2 separate regions of the Mus musculus genome follow, and region 2 is linked to region 1. A link is a contact called in public promoter capture Hi-C data. All regions are on one chromosome and are shown on one strand. Each heading gives the region's core, a stretch centred on a gene start, on an enhancer-like site or on the middle of the called end of the contact. The rest is flanking DNA. Distances are from core to core; before and after follow the strand shown.

The links. Promoter capture Hi-C pulls out the DNA fragments that hold promoters and counts their contacts.
Region 2: a promoter capture Hi-C map of liver shows a contact between it and region 1, with 3 times the contacts expected there. The contact joins the enhancer-like site here to the promoter of Serp1 in region 1. A contact is called at or near these places in 5 of 39 promoter capture datasets (hippocampal neurons, liver, neutrophils and 1 more) and 1 of 115 datasets of contacts at active chromatin or transcription factors (thymic regulatory T cells).

What each region holds. Positions count from the first base shown.
Region 1 is chr3:58,522,786-58,530,403 of GRCm38.p6, forward strand. Serp1 (stress-associated endoplasmic reticulum protein 1) reads right to left here and starts at 3,099. Exons shown (of 3, transcript NM_030685.3): 1 at 2,625-3,099; 2 at 2,298-2,373; 3 at 1-1,083. The coding sequence starts at 2,708. The coding sequence ends at 1,043. It overlaps Eif2a (eukaryotic translation initiation factor 2A), which reads left to right and starts at 3,036. Exons shown (of 14, transcript NM_001005509.2): 1 at 3,036-3,301. The coding sequence starts at 3,274.
Region 2 is chr3:60,601,611-60,609,228 of GRCm38.p6, forward strand. It overlaps Mbnl1 (muscleblind like splicing factor 1), which reads left to right. Exons shown (of 10, transcript NM_020007.4): 4 at 2,084-2,284. Among named protein-coding and RNA genes, the nearest start is that of Mbnl1, 100 kb to the left of the region's middle. Within about 2 kb of position 2,716, at least 82 of the 459 cell types and tissues checked have an H3K27ac peak or open chromatin away from gene starts, as enhancers often do. A contact at or near this core is called in liver and thymic regulatory T cells, where this site is marked.

The sequences.
Region 1 (7,618 bases), core at 1,849-4,348:
AAAAAGAAAATGATCAATCACAACCTACGAAGTCATACAAAGGAAGACTAGACTGATCCTCATCAGTAAATTCATTTCATTCCAAATGCTCATTTAGATCGATAGACCTAGAACCCTAAGGGCATTTCAATCAAAACTTTAGTTGATGTGCCTTTTTGGTATTAAAAGTGCAATTAACATGCTAAGATATCATATGGCACACGGGACTCCACATGTTTCGACAAGGCATTTAGTTCTTGTCTTTCTCCGTATCTACACAGTAAACCCTTTGATAATTCTGATCAGTATGACATCAGCAAACCATCTCTAATTTCATTTCACCATGATAGCTTTTAGTGGAACTGCAATCACTTTGATTAAGTTAGAAAATGTTCAATCCAGGCTCGAATGGGACCCTAGGTGACTATACTTACTCATGCAAAATTCAAGGCTGTGTAACAGAAACATTATCATTAGAAACAGATGCAGCTGTAAGCATCTTTACTTACAATATGCCCTAGAAGCTTTTAAAAAGTTTTAGGTGACAATGATTGTGGTAAAACTAAGCCGTGTAGGTGACCATTTAAAAGCACCTTATTATAGGACAGTTACATGTCCCTATAATGGAGTGTGCTTTCCAATTCAAGAGTAAAAAGGGCATAGCTATAGAAAACCATAAGATTCCAAAATTTAAGCTAATTGCATTTACACATTAGGGTTAACAAAATCTATACCCTGTCTACACAGATTTAATCTAATTAGTCATGTTTTAATAACCATATAAAACTCATTCTGTACTGAATAAGTATGGTCTACTACTGGAACTTAATAATCAAATTTTATTGCTTTATTCATGTGGTGCTTTTGCAAGGCACTGTGGCATGGACTAGCAAACCTGGAATGACTCTTGAAGACACCTTGGAATGACACATGAAGGCGGATATGAAAAGTCATTCTGAGGCAGGCCGATTTACTCAATGGTTTTTAACTAGGGCATCGAACATCAGGAATGAGTTCAAGTTAAAATTCACAGGAGAATGGAAAGATCTCAAGGTCAGTCACTTCACATGCCCATCCTGATACTTTGAATAATCTGGAAAATTGCTGTGAAGAGAAAGAGCAAATATTAAAACAAGTTGAAGAAAACAGGCCTCTCAACTAAAAGTCATCTATTTACAGCAGCTGCAGACTCCAGCGTGATCGTACAGTCAGTTACAAATGCTAATCTAACTTTACGCTAATAAAAAAGTGAAGCAGGTTTATCATAATTAAACAATTCAATGCCTTGAAGTGATTATTATCTCGTGGTACTGGGGATGGGACCCGGGGAGGGCCTGATGCATGATAGGTAAATACGCTGCAGCTGAGCTTCACATCGAACTCAAATTATTTCCTTAATTGCAGCTCCTTGACTTTTACCTATAAGATGTACAAGAGATATTCCAGATGTGAAATTATTTTAGCAATAACTTGAAAGCACCAAAACAAACACGTTTTTCCTACTATTAATTTATTTCCAACATATCCTTAAAGGCCTGGTTTCCTAACACATGCACATTTCTTCATTCTCACACAGCTGAAATTCAATAATCTTTTTGTGTTACATAAACTGGTTGGCTCTTGGCCACATATCAAGAAAGCTTCCGGTTGTTAAGTTTAGAAAAAAGGCAAAGTGAAATGTTAAATGAAAATCTCAGGAACTGTAGAATGCGGCAAATAAAAGCATCTGTCTCAATAACAGCAGCTTGTCTATTAAAGCAGCAGGCAGAGCAGGAGGACAGTCTGTAATACATCCATCCGCAGGGGCAAGAGTCTATCATCTTAAAACCAGGCTGTCTTAATAACTAATCTTACCTGAAAACACTTGTCTCATACATTAAATATCCCAGCAGGTATGTTTCCTCTACAGAAAATCAATTCTTTGTACTACCCTTACTTTATATACTTAGTTTTTGACATAGAGACCTTAGGTACTGGTATCGTTCAGTCCTGTTCTAGTATCCAGATGTTCACGATGTTCGCTAAGTTTTTTGCAACACTATCGATAATAAAGTTACAATGCAAATCAGAGATATTTGGTGCTTAATTTCTTCTAAGGGATCATTAGGAAGATCTAATTTCTCTCTCTCTCTCTTTTTGATCTTCAATGAGCATAAATCAAGGTAAGAGAAATTTCTGGGGCACCACCCTCTGTGGTACAAGTTATCCAGTTCACTAGAAACAATTCTCTTAGCAGGTGGGTTGAGAACCACGCGGGTAGGTAGGACTCGCCACTCATCCACGTCATTCCAAACCGCGAGAGCCCCCCAAACACTTACCAGAGCCACAGACAACAAAAATGAAGAGGGCCAATAACCAGGGTCCTACCGACGCCTTTTCTTCGGGGGCATTTCTCTGCAAAAAGAAAAAACCCGGTTTCAAATGCAGAGAAAGCACTCTCGGATCCCGGGCTCCCAAGGCCTGCACCCCAGGCCAGGTGGCCGGCCGGCCGACTCACAGATCTCTCCCCCCACCCCAGATTCCACCGCAGCGGGAGTCCGGAGTCAGGCGGGTCTGGGGAGAACTCGCCGCGGCCCCGGCCGGGCGCGGGGCGCGGGCCTCGGCTCCCGGCCACGACATGGAGCGGGGTGCCCACTTTCCCTTACCGAGGTCTTAGCGACGTTGCCGCGCTGAGTTATGTTCTTGCTGTGCTTCTCGTTGGCCATACGGATCCTCTGCTTGGCGACCATTTTCGCAGCGCCACCTGCCCCAAGAACCTCTCGGACTCGCTCGCTCGCCGGTCCCGGGCCACCGGGAGGGAGGCTCGGCTCTGATCGCGGTGCCTACGCCGTCTACAGCCACTGGGCCGGGACGCGGAGCGCTGGAACACCGGCAGCCGCCGATCGCGGCGGTCTGAGCAGCCTTTGGGGCGGCGTGCCGGGGAGAGCGGGCCGCAGGGCCGAGAGGCAAGAGTCCAACCACCGGACAGTGCAACCGGCAACCTCGAACTAGTTCGGGTTCGGCTGCCAACGTCAGCACTGGGCAGACCCCGCCCCGCGGAAGTGTGGACTCCGCCCGCTCCGGAGAGGGAGGGCGAGCGCCGGCCGCCACCGCAGCCAGGCTCTTCCCCGCTCCGGAAAACGAGGAGCCAGAGCTGCGCGTGCGCGCTCGGGAACCAGACGTGGATTGGCCCCGAGGCTGGCGGCGCCGGAAACACCGACTCGCAGACTTTGCGCTTGGGGAGACGTGTAGAGGCCGGGTTCGGCCTTTCTTGAACTCTCACCCCAGCGCGTGGGTTTCTCTTTCCGGGACAAGATGGCGCCGTCCACACCGCTGTTGACAGGTGAGTTCCAAAAGAGCGAGAGACTCTTCCTTTACGGTGATTTCTTTCTGTGTCTTCGCGCTGGAGAATTCCTTAGCAAGCCTTGGAAGTCCGTCTTGCCTTTCCTCCTGGAAGGACCAAACTGTCTTTTAGTTTATTTGGTAATAGCATCCCAATGGGAAGTGAAGTCTCCGTCCCCAGTAGTCCCTCCTCCCAGTTATCCATCCATCGTTCTTCATCTTCCATAGGAATAGACAGGTAACAGAAAGTATTAGTTTGATGTGTGACCTGTGGTCTGCAATGCCGGGTGTTGCTTGGACCCTTCTTAATAGAAGAAACAAGACTCTTCACACCGAATTCATCTGAACTTAAGTATTATTAAAAATTATATGCTCCCTTATTGTTATGAGGTTTGTGGGAGTTGATAGGGAGCAAGACATTGCTAGTGTAGGTTAGGTTTCATGCTGAAGATGTGGCTTAAGGTGGCGACAGTGAGCAGGATAATGATAGTCTAATGTTTTCGATTGAAACAGCTGTGAGACAGTATTTAAGAAGTAGAACATGAGAAGACGCTAGGAATTTAAAGCTGACACATATTGTGGTGCTTAAACAACAACAACAAACTTGGACAACACTGGGAAAGGTGCTATACTATGTTATGGCTTGGGTATGTAAGTTTGAATAAACAAAAGATTCAAGTAGAAAAGAAGTGGGAAAGAAAAAAATCGTTGATAACAATGTAAGAAGAAAGATAGCATCATTAGGACGAATGTCTTATTTTTGAGAATTGGAAGTTATGTCCTCCTGAGACACGGCAAAGCTTTTATACTTCTGCCAGTCTAGGAATATACATTTTTAAGAGCCATGCTTATCCTGTTCAGATAGACTATCATAATTTATTCGCCAGATAGTTATGAGGTGCTAGTTGCAATCTTCTAAACACTGCCAGATAGTTGAGATTGTTTTCTTTTGTTTAGATTATTTATTTATTTATTTATGCGTCTGTATCTGAGCGTGTGCACAGGAGTACAGGCCTTAAGAGGCCCAGAAGAGGGTGTGGGCTTCCCTGGGGCTGGAGTTAGAGTTGTGAGCCTCACCTTAGATGAGTGCTGAGAACTCTATTTATTTCTTCTTAAGAGAAGCAAGTACTCTTAATGCTGAGCCATCCTCCAGCCCCCTGACACTATTTAAATGGCATAATTATGTAATTCAATAAATTGCTTCTCTGTTACTTAAAAGCTTTACTACTAAATGAATATTTGAATTCGACCTAAAAATTAGTACATTAAAAAGGGATTGAAGTTCTGCCCTTTTGAGACAGTGTGAAGTCCATCCTGTTCAGCCCAGCATACGGATCACTATAATCTTAGTGGCACTAACCTTACTGCATTGGCATCGCGGCTTATTTTGTGTTCCATCAGTACTGAGTTGTTAAAGCCCTTTAAGTTCTTCTTCAGAATTATCCTCTTCTTTCTGTTGACTTGGCAAGCTACTTCCAAGCAATTTACCACACTTTCTGCACGGGCACGGTCGCTTTCTGAGCTATTTTTCACTCTTTTTTTTATGTATCACAAAGGAAATGCTCTATTTGTTCAACTATTTTCCTTCCCTGCTAGACTGCTAAATTATGATGTTTGGGGTAAAGTCTTATTCATCCTTGCCTTTTCAGTACCTAATGCAGAACCTACTAAATAGTAGACACTAAACATAGGAGAATTAACTCATGAAGAATAGATTGTATATAATCAAATTAACAAAGTAACAATTTTTTTCACAGGATTCTAGATTAGAGCCTTTGTTCTGACACTCTCTCATAGTATCATATTCTTAGATGCCCAAAGATTACTTGGCCAAATTTACATTACATATTTGCAGGGTTAGGATTATACCCAGGTATTCCATGGTCTATTTTCTACCAATAAAATATACTGTTTACTCTTTTAAACATTCTTTGTTTTAAGTTTTTAAATTCCTAAATCCTTAAATCTTACTTAATGTATACTTACTAGATCTATAGATCTGTGAATAATTGTTTATTGTTATAACTCTAAGTCGGAAATGAGAAAAGACCAAAACATGTGAAACTTGAGTTTTTAAACACTTGTTCTAAAAAGCTTTAGTGTTGATAAATTTAAGTATTTACATAACACTCCCCCCACCCCCAAATCTATTTCTGTATTTCCTGGTTCTTGCTTTTCTTTTATTAAAGGAGACAGATTTATCCTCAGGCAGATATTCAACCAGCTTAGTGACTCTAAAGAAAAGAGCTTTTCTTTGTTTGACCAGCATTCCCAACAGAAATCTCAGGCTCTTTCCTTTAGAGAGTGTGGCTGATACAGGTCTTATTTTTCCTCTTGTTGCTGTTTTTTTCTTACCAGTGTTATTTTGGAGTTTACTTTCTTCCCTAGTATGAAATAATAGATCTTAAATACAAATTGTGAGAAACCCCTTTTGGTGTCTAGAACATTCTGAGTTCCCATAATGTTGGCAGAAATGAACAAGACAGAGAATCTGTGCTGCCAATTAAAAGTGTCACTAGAGCTGGGGGAGGCTGCTAAAATACCGGTGGTTGAAGTGAGGTAAGAACAAGCTCCCCTCTTCTTTGTCCATCAGTGGAAGACCATGGACTTGGGTTAGCAGTGACAGCTTGATCACATTCACGTTTTATAGTTACGTAGCGGCGGCCTTATTAGGACTGTACTGACAGTTTGCCATTCTATTCTAGATTGGTATATAAATTCTAAGAAAGGTCGTAGTGTGTTAGATTCTGCTATACCTTTGTGGCCATGGCCTTAACACTGGCTAAATTTCTACATAATGTATAACTAAGGTATGATCTCAATAAACTCCCTCATTTGAAAATTTTATTTGTGGCTTATCCTTCTAGTGTTTGTTAAACATGTAACATGTATGATAGCCTTTAATGCCAGCACTTGAGGGCAGAGGTAGTCAGATTTCTGTGAGTTCAAGGTCAATCTGGTCTACTTAAGAAATTTCCAGGCCAGCAAAAGCTACATAATGAGATATTGATTTTTTTTAATTAATTCTAGCATTAAGACAATGTGGCCTATTCTAAATTGTAATGTATGTTATATACATTGCAGCAGTTGGATTGATTGGTGCTGAGAAATGCTACTACTGTTTTACCTGTGTGGTAGCTTTAATGCTGTAAAGAATAGAACTTGAGGGCTATAGAGGTAACTCCATGGTAGGTATACATCCCTTAAGGTATATAAGGTTAATTAGTACACACACACAAAGGGAAAGGGTAAAACGATAACAGTGAGTTTATAATGTATCTACATTACTTACCCTGAGCATGGTAGCTCTTAGGAGGGAGATCGCTGAGTTCCAGGACAGCCTGGACTACTTAGAGAGTTCTAGTCCTGCTGGGGCTACCTACATCATGAGGCCTTGTCTCAAAAAAAAAAAAAAAAAAAAAAAAAAAAATTACAAAACTTAAGTTTTAAAATCTAGGACATATTTTGTCACAGAACATTTTACAAGTATCATTATAGCTTTTTAAATATTTTGAGCATTTGATTTAAATTATAGCAGTAGATCAAACTGGCCTCAAACTCTATGTCTCTGCATCAGCCACCTCAGTATTGGAGTGCTATGTGAGCGCTACCACACCCAACTAGAAATCATCCTGAAAACAGTAGTAAAGTCCTTTTAATCCCTAACACTTAGCATATAGTGAAGGCACACATCAAATAGTCTGTAAGCCGTTGTGTACAGAGTCTCTTGTTTGAAATGTACAAAGCAGCTTGCTAGACTCCATCCTATTGTCTAACAAACTTAGAGTCTTAATGTGCTTGCGTACTTGTTTTCTGTTGTTAAACTGGCAACTCCATAAAGACGTAGATTTTCATTCTAACTTGATATTCTTTGGGCCTGCCTGATCCCTGAAATTGAGCTGGTTAATTCTTAGTGAGGGTATGTGTTTTTCTCTTTCTTTCTTTCTTTCTTTCTTTCTTTCTTTTTTTTTTTTTCTTTTTTTTTTTAGTTTTTCCAGACAGGGTTTCTCTGTGTAGCCCTGGCTGTCCTGGAACTCACTTTGTAGACCAGGCTGGCCTCGAACTCAGAAATCCACCTGCCTCTGCCTCCCAAGTGCTGGGATTAAAGGCATGCGCCACCACTGCCTGGCTTGTATGTGTTTTTCTAATAGTTGTCTCTTAACAGTTCTTCAGTTCTTGGAAAGATAAATGAAAGAATTAGGATTGGAGCTAAGCCCCACCCCAGCTATTCATGTTATTGCTTTCCTAGTAACTAAGAGGAGGGAATCCTTTACCTAGCAGAAATGCAAATGTAGTGGGAGCCATGGACATGGGTTAC
Region 2 (7,618 bases), core at 1,466-3,965, 2.1 Mb after region 1:
CAGAATGCTTCATTTAAAGCAAACAAGTGATAAATAAACTGCCCCAGAATTAGCAACTGGAAAATGTCCTTGGAAAGGTAATGCTAAACCAACCTTCATTGGAACAAAGATATCTATAAGTCACTGCTGCAAGGATGCACTCAGTATCAAATATACCAGCTACATAGTTAGACATTATTCAATCCCTACTTCAGAGAAACGAAGACTTCAAATACCAATGCAGCCATTCCTATCTTTGAGATCTTACGAGCCCTCTGCAGGTCAGCTCCGGTAATGCAGGAGTGGCCATGGTCACTGGCTTTCCTACATTAGGATCCACTCTGAGCTGTAACCCACCCCTAACACAGTGTTCATAATTGGTGACAGCTACATTCTATCCATATGTAGGTTTTCACTGTATTTAACTTGGTGAGATTTAACGAGGCTGATTTTATTGGTGTGCTGTCATTATTGTGTCAAGTCAGGGAAAAATTTCTTCATCCTGAATGTCTTTATGAAGGCATTTGCCTTAAGTAATTCCTATAGTATACAGTGACATAAACATTTCAGTAGCTTGCTATAGTAAGTATCAAGTGGGCTTTCTTGGAACTCATTTTAATTTACAGCTATGAATGCAAAGAGAAAGGATATTAATTAGCTTTCAATCTTTTAGGACTCTGCTAAATTTATAACAATTCTTCTATGTGGTCTGAGATTCCATACCCTGTATCTGACTGTGTGCAACAGAACACACATTTGCCTAGAATGTTCTTGGACAGAAGTTTAATGCATGATCACCATGCAGGACTGACCCTGTCATGGTGCTGCCCTGGCCTCTAGCACACAAAGGGAAAGCCTGAAGTTAGCTGCTGTTCAGGGTTTTGTGGAGAGACAAATGCCACTGGACCCAGTTTTACACATGGATCCTTCTTCATAATACACATGGAATTTTTGTATTTCCTGAGGGCAGCTGCTTCGCATTGGAATAGGCTTGAGGTTTGAAATGGAAAGACTTATTCTAGGCTACTTCATTAGTCAAGGGCCACAGACCTGTCAGAGTAATTAAACATGGTGTTCAAAGCACATGCTTGGAGGACTAGCTATGTTAGGGTGAATGTATCAGTGTGAGCTATGCTATGTTATAAATTTTTCCCAGTGAATCAATGTATACATTAAATAGTCTATCGTTCATATTGTTCTTAGTACAGATGTGTACACAATGCAGAGCTGTCATGTAGGATGGATGCTCAACCATGGTATAGTCCTTTGGGACCTTATGCTCTCATATTAAAGAATGCCATTTACACATAGTAGATCCCTGGCTTCTCTCCATTGAATGCAGTAGCATCACCCCAGTGTGTCCTGCCCGCTGACAGCCCATCCCATGTTTTTTAATAATTCTGTGGCATTTCCTGGGAAATGTTCTGTCAGGCTTCACATTCCAGACATTTTCTGGAGAAGGTTAATTTCCATTGCTGAGTGCCCCACAAGTATGGGATGGGCTTGTAGAACACTGAACCTTTCTTCTGAGAAACCGACATCAAGTGACCAGGCCAAATGCTATCTCTTCTGTGCTCAAAAGACAGTGTAATCATCACCTCTCACAGCCCACAGATTTGGTCAATGTGCTGGCTGTGGGGCTCTGTGATCCCCTGGGACATCTGTGTCTGCTCAGATGATAGGCACTTATATCCTGTTAACACTTGAGAACAGACCTTTCCACTATATCTGACAGCAGTTACACAGTGTGTTTCTCAGACACATTTCTAGGATTGAGTCACAAAGGTGGAGACTGGGTGAGCACAAACAAGTGTCTGTACTAAGATATTTAAGACGTTAAACCACAAGTATTCTAGATGCCAATCTTCGAACCCCCTCTGGAGATATGAATGCATATTCTGCCTGCTAGATTTGGAGAAAAACAATGACTTAGCAAATATCAGTATACTGAAATCTTCTTAGACTAAATTAAAGACAGAATTAAATAGAAGTTAAGGAAGAAAGAATGAATGATAGATGAAGAATAAATGATAACTCTGTAAGTAGAGTATCAATTTGGAATGGAGACTTGCCATTAAGTTTTGCTTTTTGTTTCAATTTGCAGCCAATGTTTTCAGTTGCACCAAGCTTAGCCACCAGTGCATCAGCAGCCTTTAACCCTTACCTGGGGCCTGTTTCCCCAAGCCTGGTTCCAGCAGAGATCTTGCCGACTGCACCAATGTTGGTCACGGGGAATCCTGGAGTTCCAGTGCCAGCAGCTGCCGCAGCTGCTGCACAGAAGTTAATGCGGACAGACAGACTGGAGGTAGGATAAAGAGTTGAACCTTCATAGTTTCCATTACAGTTCTTCAAGTGTTTGTAGCCAGAGTGACTTTAAACTGAATGAACATGTCTTGGTTCAGTGTTTGTGCAAGTTTGCTAGAATATGGTTATGCTGTTTTGGTTAATGCAACAATTACAAAATCAGTCAGCATCTATGTCTAGGTTCCTCAGGGAGGGCTTGGAACTGGGATCAGCGTGTCTGTTTCTCCACTTTGTCTTAGTATCCTTAAAATCTTGCACATGATGCTAATGCTCAAACCTCAAAGAGTTAGAAAAAATGTTTGGCCCAGAACAGTTGCTTCTTGAATGTTTCTTGTAGTCATCAACACAATATAATGATTATTGGAGTGAACAAATAAATGACTGAAGTCCAGAGGATCTCATAAACAGGAACACATTGGCTGCTGTGCACGAACTATTACAAAACTCTCTGCAGATGTTGTCATAACCTCTGAAGTACTTCCATTGAGGCAGGCGGGTGGTTTTATGAAACGCACCCTGATAAAAGCGTTTTTAGTAGGCTGTCACATGATTGTCATTGTCTTGGGGCGGAGGATAAGCAGACGCACACACTTTACTGTTGTGACTGAAAAGGAAATTAGAGATAAAGTTCTAGTATGACATTACTATTCAGAATTTTAGCATGGCATGAATTAACAGCCTTGATAAACAGTTTCTGTAGAAAAATGGCCTAGTAAGTAAAAACTGAGTTGCCTCTCCTGTCTGTCTGCTTAGGACGGACTTGGGGCTGAGATGGCCTGGGTGTACTAATTACAGGGAAAGTAAAGTAGGGTGCACTTGGAGGGCCTTGACTCTAATAACTTTCCAGTCTGTTAGAAATATAATAAAATGCCTTATTTATTCATTATACTCTATTGAACGTATTAGAAAGGATATCATATTGTAGCATTTTGTGAGGATGTGCCAGATACAGCCATCACATAGCCTACCTTTAGAACAACCTGATGGGAAAGATGCTGTCACTACCGTTGTGTTGCAGAGGAGTCAGAGCAGAGCAAGAGATGGGAGGTAGCCTATCCTTGCTGTAGAGATACACTCTGCCATTTGGCTTCTCATTTCCCAAGTATAGTAATTCTCTAACAAATGCTGTCCGCAAATGAAATAGGGCAGCATCTGAAACAGTTTTCTTCCCCAATCTTCCTAAAGAAAACACAGGATTCTTAATGCATGACTGTTAGTTGATTAATGGGACTCAAATAGTCTGAGAAGAAGAATGCCAACATAGTAATTATTAATAGGTAACAATATTCAAAGCATTAAGAGGATATGCTTCAAGCTGAGCTACTTGCTCAAAACTGCTCATTCCCTTGAAAGTTTGCGTAGTTTTTTTATACTTGTATTTTGTCATTTTGTTTTTCTTTCCATGAAGAGCTGCTTGTGAGTTTTGTCATTTGCCTTTGCTACTTCCTAGGACAATCTCTCCTGTGTTATGTGCATTCCTGATAGAAGTGAGCATGCCCTTGGTTCTGTTCCCAAGATCTAAGTCATTGTCACAGTCATAGTTGGGGCCTGAAATAGGAAACATGCATGTGCCTCTTTCTGCTCTGCAGTGTGATTCCAGAACTTAAACACACGCACGCACGCACGCACGCACGCACGCACGCACGCACACACACACACACATGCACGCACACATAAGCACACACACTCACACATAAACACACACACAGGCATGCATGCACACATACAACCTTGGTGCTCCTTGGAGCACTGGAGGGCGAAATCCATGAAAGGAATGCCTACAGTTCTTTTCTCAAGGTTGATACTATGGTTATTTAGAGATTAAAGCCACATTCCATCTTCAACTGAATTTTGATTTTCCTCTGAGGTAAAATTGGTCTAATTCAGCTAGGATCTTGACTTTGTTCTTCTTGTTATATCTTTTTCTCCATTTCTACAATTTGTCACACAATAAAGTGATTTCAGATTTGTTTATAATCCCTTAGAAGACCTAGCAATGGCAGTACCAAAAGGGATACAAAGGTCTGAAGTTGCAAAGTAGGAACCCAGTAGACACTGCTTGTAAGGTAGTTAACTACATATGCTTGGTTTGTCAGACCAGCTTCATGTCGCTTATTTGTAAAATTTGAGTATTTGCCTGATTTATATGTAATGTCATAGAGCATGTAAATCATGCATTGACTTCTAACAGCAGCCTAAATAAGTATTGAAATACTTATTTTTAAAATGTATGTGCATATATAGTGCACATCATATATTCACAGCTGCTGTATCAGTATGCTTATCCACTCATTGTTGGATATTATTATGAAGATTGTATGTTCTGTACCGTATAGCTCAGACTGGTTTTCTCTGAAAGTGAGGCAAGTCTGTTAGTCACTAAAGAGACGCTCCTAGAATTCCGTTTTGTGATCTCTGGATCCTTTCTGTAATGTCCATGTATTAATTTAATGCCCAAAGGAGTATCTTAAGAAATTATTACACTGTGTACAAATATTAGAAATTGCTAACCTTTAGGTCATGCCTGTGTTTCATGACAAAACATTGGTAGTAATAAAAATCGACATGTAAAGAATCACAGTCATTTTTCATGGTGCAAAATAAATGTATGGACCCATTTATTCTACAATCTCTAGTAGGGAGCTATACTGCATGTCCTTCAAGTTAACGTTATTGTGAATATCCATGAAGCCTTTTACTTCTCTATTACCAAGGGCCAAAAAGGGACCTCATAAGAGTAAATCTAAACTCATAACTGCTACCCTTTAATTTTAAATGTCAAGTTGTCAACCTGCTAATAAATTAACGAGTCACAGAAAGATACATTCTTGCACAGATATTTTTAGGGTAGAATTATGACATAAGTCATGACACTCCAGAGGAATAGTTTAAACATCTGTTAACATTCCTTTTGGGGACATGTTTAGGTCTTAGTCATTCCAGCCTCAAAACATGTTATCTTGATTGTACTTGTGGACATGGTGCAGGGTAGTCTAGACTTGGTGGAGACTAGCATCACTTGGGGTAGTAGTTTAAGTGTGGGACCTCATCCATATAGACTTTTAGGTCACTGGTGGGTCTCAGGAATTATTGTCACTTATCAGACAAGTGATTGCAAAGGGAAAATGTAAAGCGGTTGCTTGTAACCCCCAACTTTTCACCAGTCCTTCGTTATGAGTGACTGAACTGAAATGCACTTCTATTAATGCTCAGACCTTAGCGTGGGTTTCTACATTGCTGAAGGATTCTAGATACTGGGACACCTATTAAAGTAGTTCATACCGCCCACTGAGGAGCCACCTCAGTGGCTGCGTGTTTCAAAGACTTACTAAGACGTTAGATAGCTATTTGGTTAATTAAATGCACCATTTTATATCATCACCCTTTGTGAGAAGAACATGTTAAATATTCCAAACAAGCTGAGCAAACTCCTTGCCGCCTCCTGTTTTCAGGTGGGGCTTGTTTTTAAATAAACAACTCTTGTTCTGTGAGGGCATTATTTTTTTTAAAGTAATAGAAATACAAGTTTCTACTTTACTGGAATGCAAGCATGTGCTAATTCTTTACATATAGGCAAATTTTAATATAATTCTTATGACTTGGACACAGAGTATTATTTGAAAGCCACATAGAAGAAACAAGAATATATAGATTGGTATTTTAGTGAGTTTAATGAATTTAGTATTATATTAAAGCAAAAGTCCCCAGCTATTGATGGTTCTCCACTTAAGCTCTTTTACTCGTCTTCCAGAGGACCCATGTGACTCACAACTGCCTGCCAATCCAAGTCCAAGGGATTCTAGTGCCCTTTTATAGCCTCTGTGGGCTCTACATTCATGTGTGCAAACCCACACATGGACACTTAATTAAAAATAAAAGGCTTTATATTCACTAAGATTAAAAACGCAGCAACTCTTTATCTTGGTGTGTGTGTGTGTGTGTGTGTGTGTGTGTGTGTGTGTGTGTGTTTCTGGGATCCAACAAATGCTTTTAACAGGAAAAGCTTATCAGTCAATTCCTTTTAGTTTGTATTTTTGTAGAGGATACATTGCCACTTCTTGTCTAATACTTTAATATCGTTAAAAAATTAAAGACATTTTAAAAGAATACAATTTTTAAATCATAGATTAGCTATATAATATCTCTTCAAAGTATATTCAAGCTTCTTTTAAATATTTAATACTATTTCCCTGTCAGTTATTAATTTTTATAATTAATTTAAGTTTGTCCAAAACAAAAGTTTTTAACTTGTAAATTATTTTAATATAAGGTAATTACCAACTTTGGCTTGACTACTCATTTCCTACTATTTCACAAATTTTTCATTTAAATTAATGTTTAAATTTCTCTTATTTTGAAAGAGTAATAAAATATCTGTAGAGTTATAGGCTTTAACATGTTGATGACTTTAATGCTGTACCTGAATTATTGTTCTTTTGAATTTATGCAGCATTTCGTAGAGTGACAGAAACCCTGAAATGGACTTAATACATGTTGGTCATTCCTACACACTCATAGTTGACCTTTAAAGATATGTAGTTAAATGACAAATGTATACATGTACACAATATAATGATGTATATTTCATACCCAGTGTGAATAATAATATAGGTATGTTGTACTTTCTGAACTAAAAGATGATGATGCCCACATTATAATTTAAAAAAAAATACCCATTGGATCTTAACAGAAATCCTGAAAGATATTTAAATAAATAAGCAGATTCTCTGGGGTTTTTGTTCGTTTGTTTGGTTGGTTTGTTTTAGAAAAATAAATCAAAATTTATGTGTGATTTAAGTGATTATAAATATAAAATTTATATTTTATATTAAAATGTGATTATAAATATAACTTAACTATGATTGATCAATGAGGTTCACCAGAGTTTTAAACTTAGGAAACTTAATTCATTTCATGGAAGTACAAGCAGTTTCTTTTTATTTTTTTTCTTGTATTCTTTTTAGAATAAATATTAGAGCCATAATCAAATTACTGATTATCAAGAATACTTTTTTATTTTGATTGATTGATTGATTGATTGATTGGCAAAGTTTCACTGCATAGCCCTAGTTTCTCTGGTACTCAGAATGTAAACATGGTAGGCTTTGCACTCAGAGATGTGCCTTCCTCTGTCCTCTGTCCTAGGGTGTAAGGATTAAACAGGTTAAAGGTGTTTGCCACCCCAGAGATTTCACCACCAGGAATGACTTTTAAGGCTAACATGTGATGATAAGCTTAATAGAAATGAAGTCCTTGGGACTTGTTGACATCCCAGAATATTAAGGTCAACTAAGTCCCTGGCCACCATTATGGTTATTTTTCCATTCCTGACTTT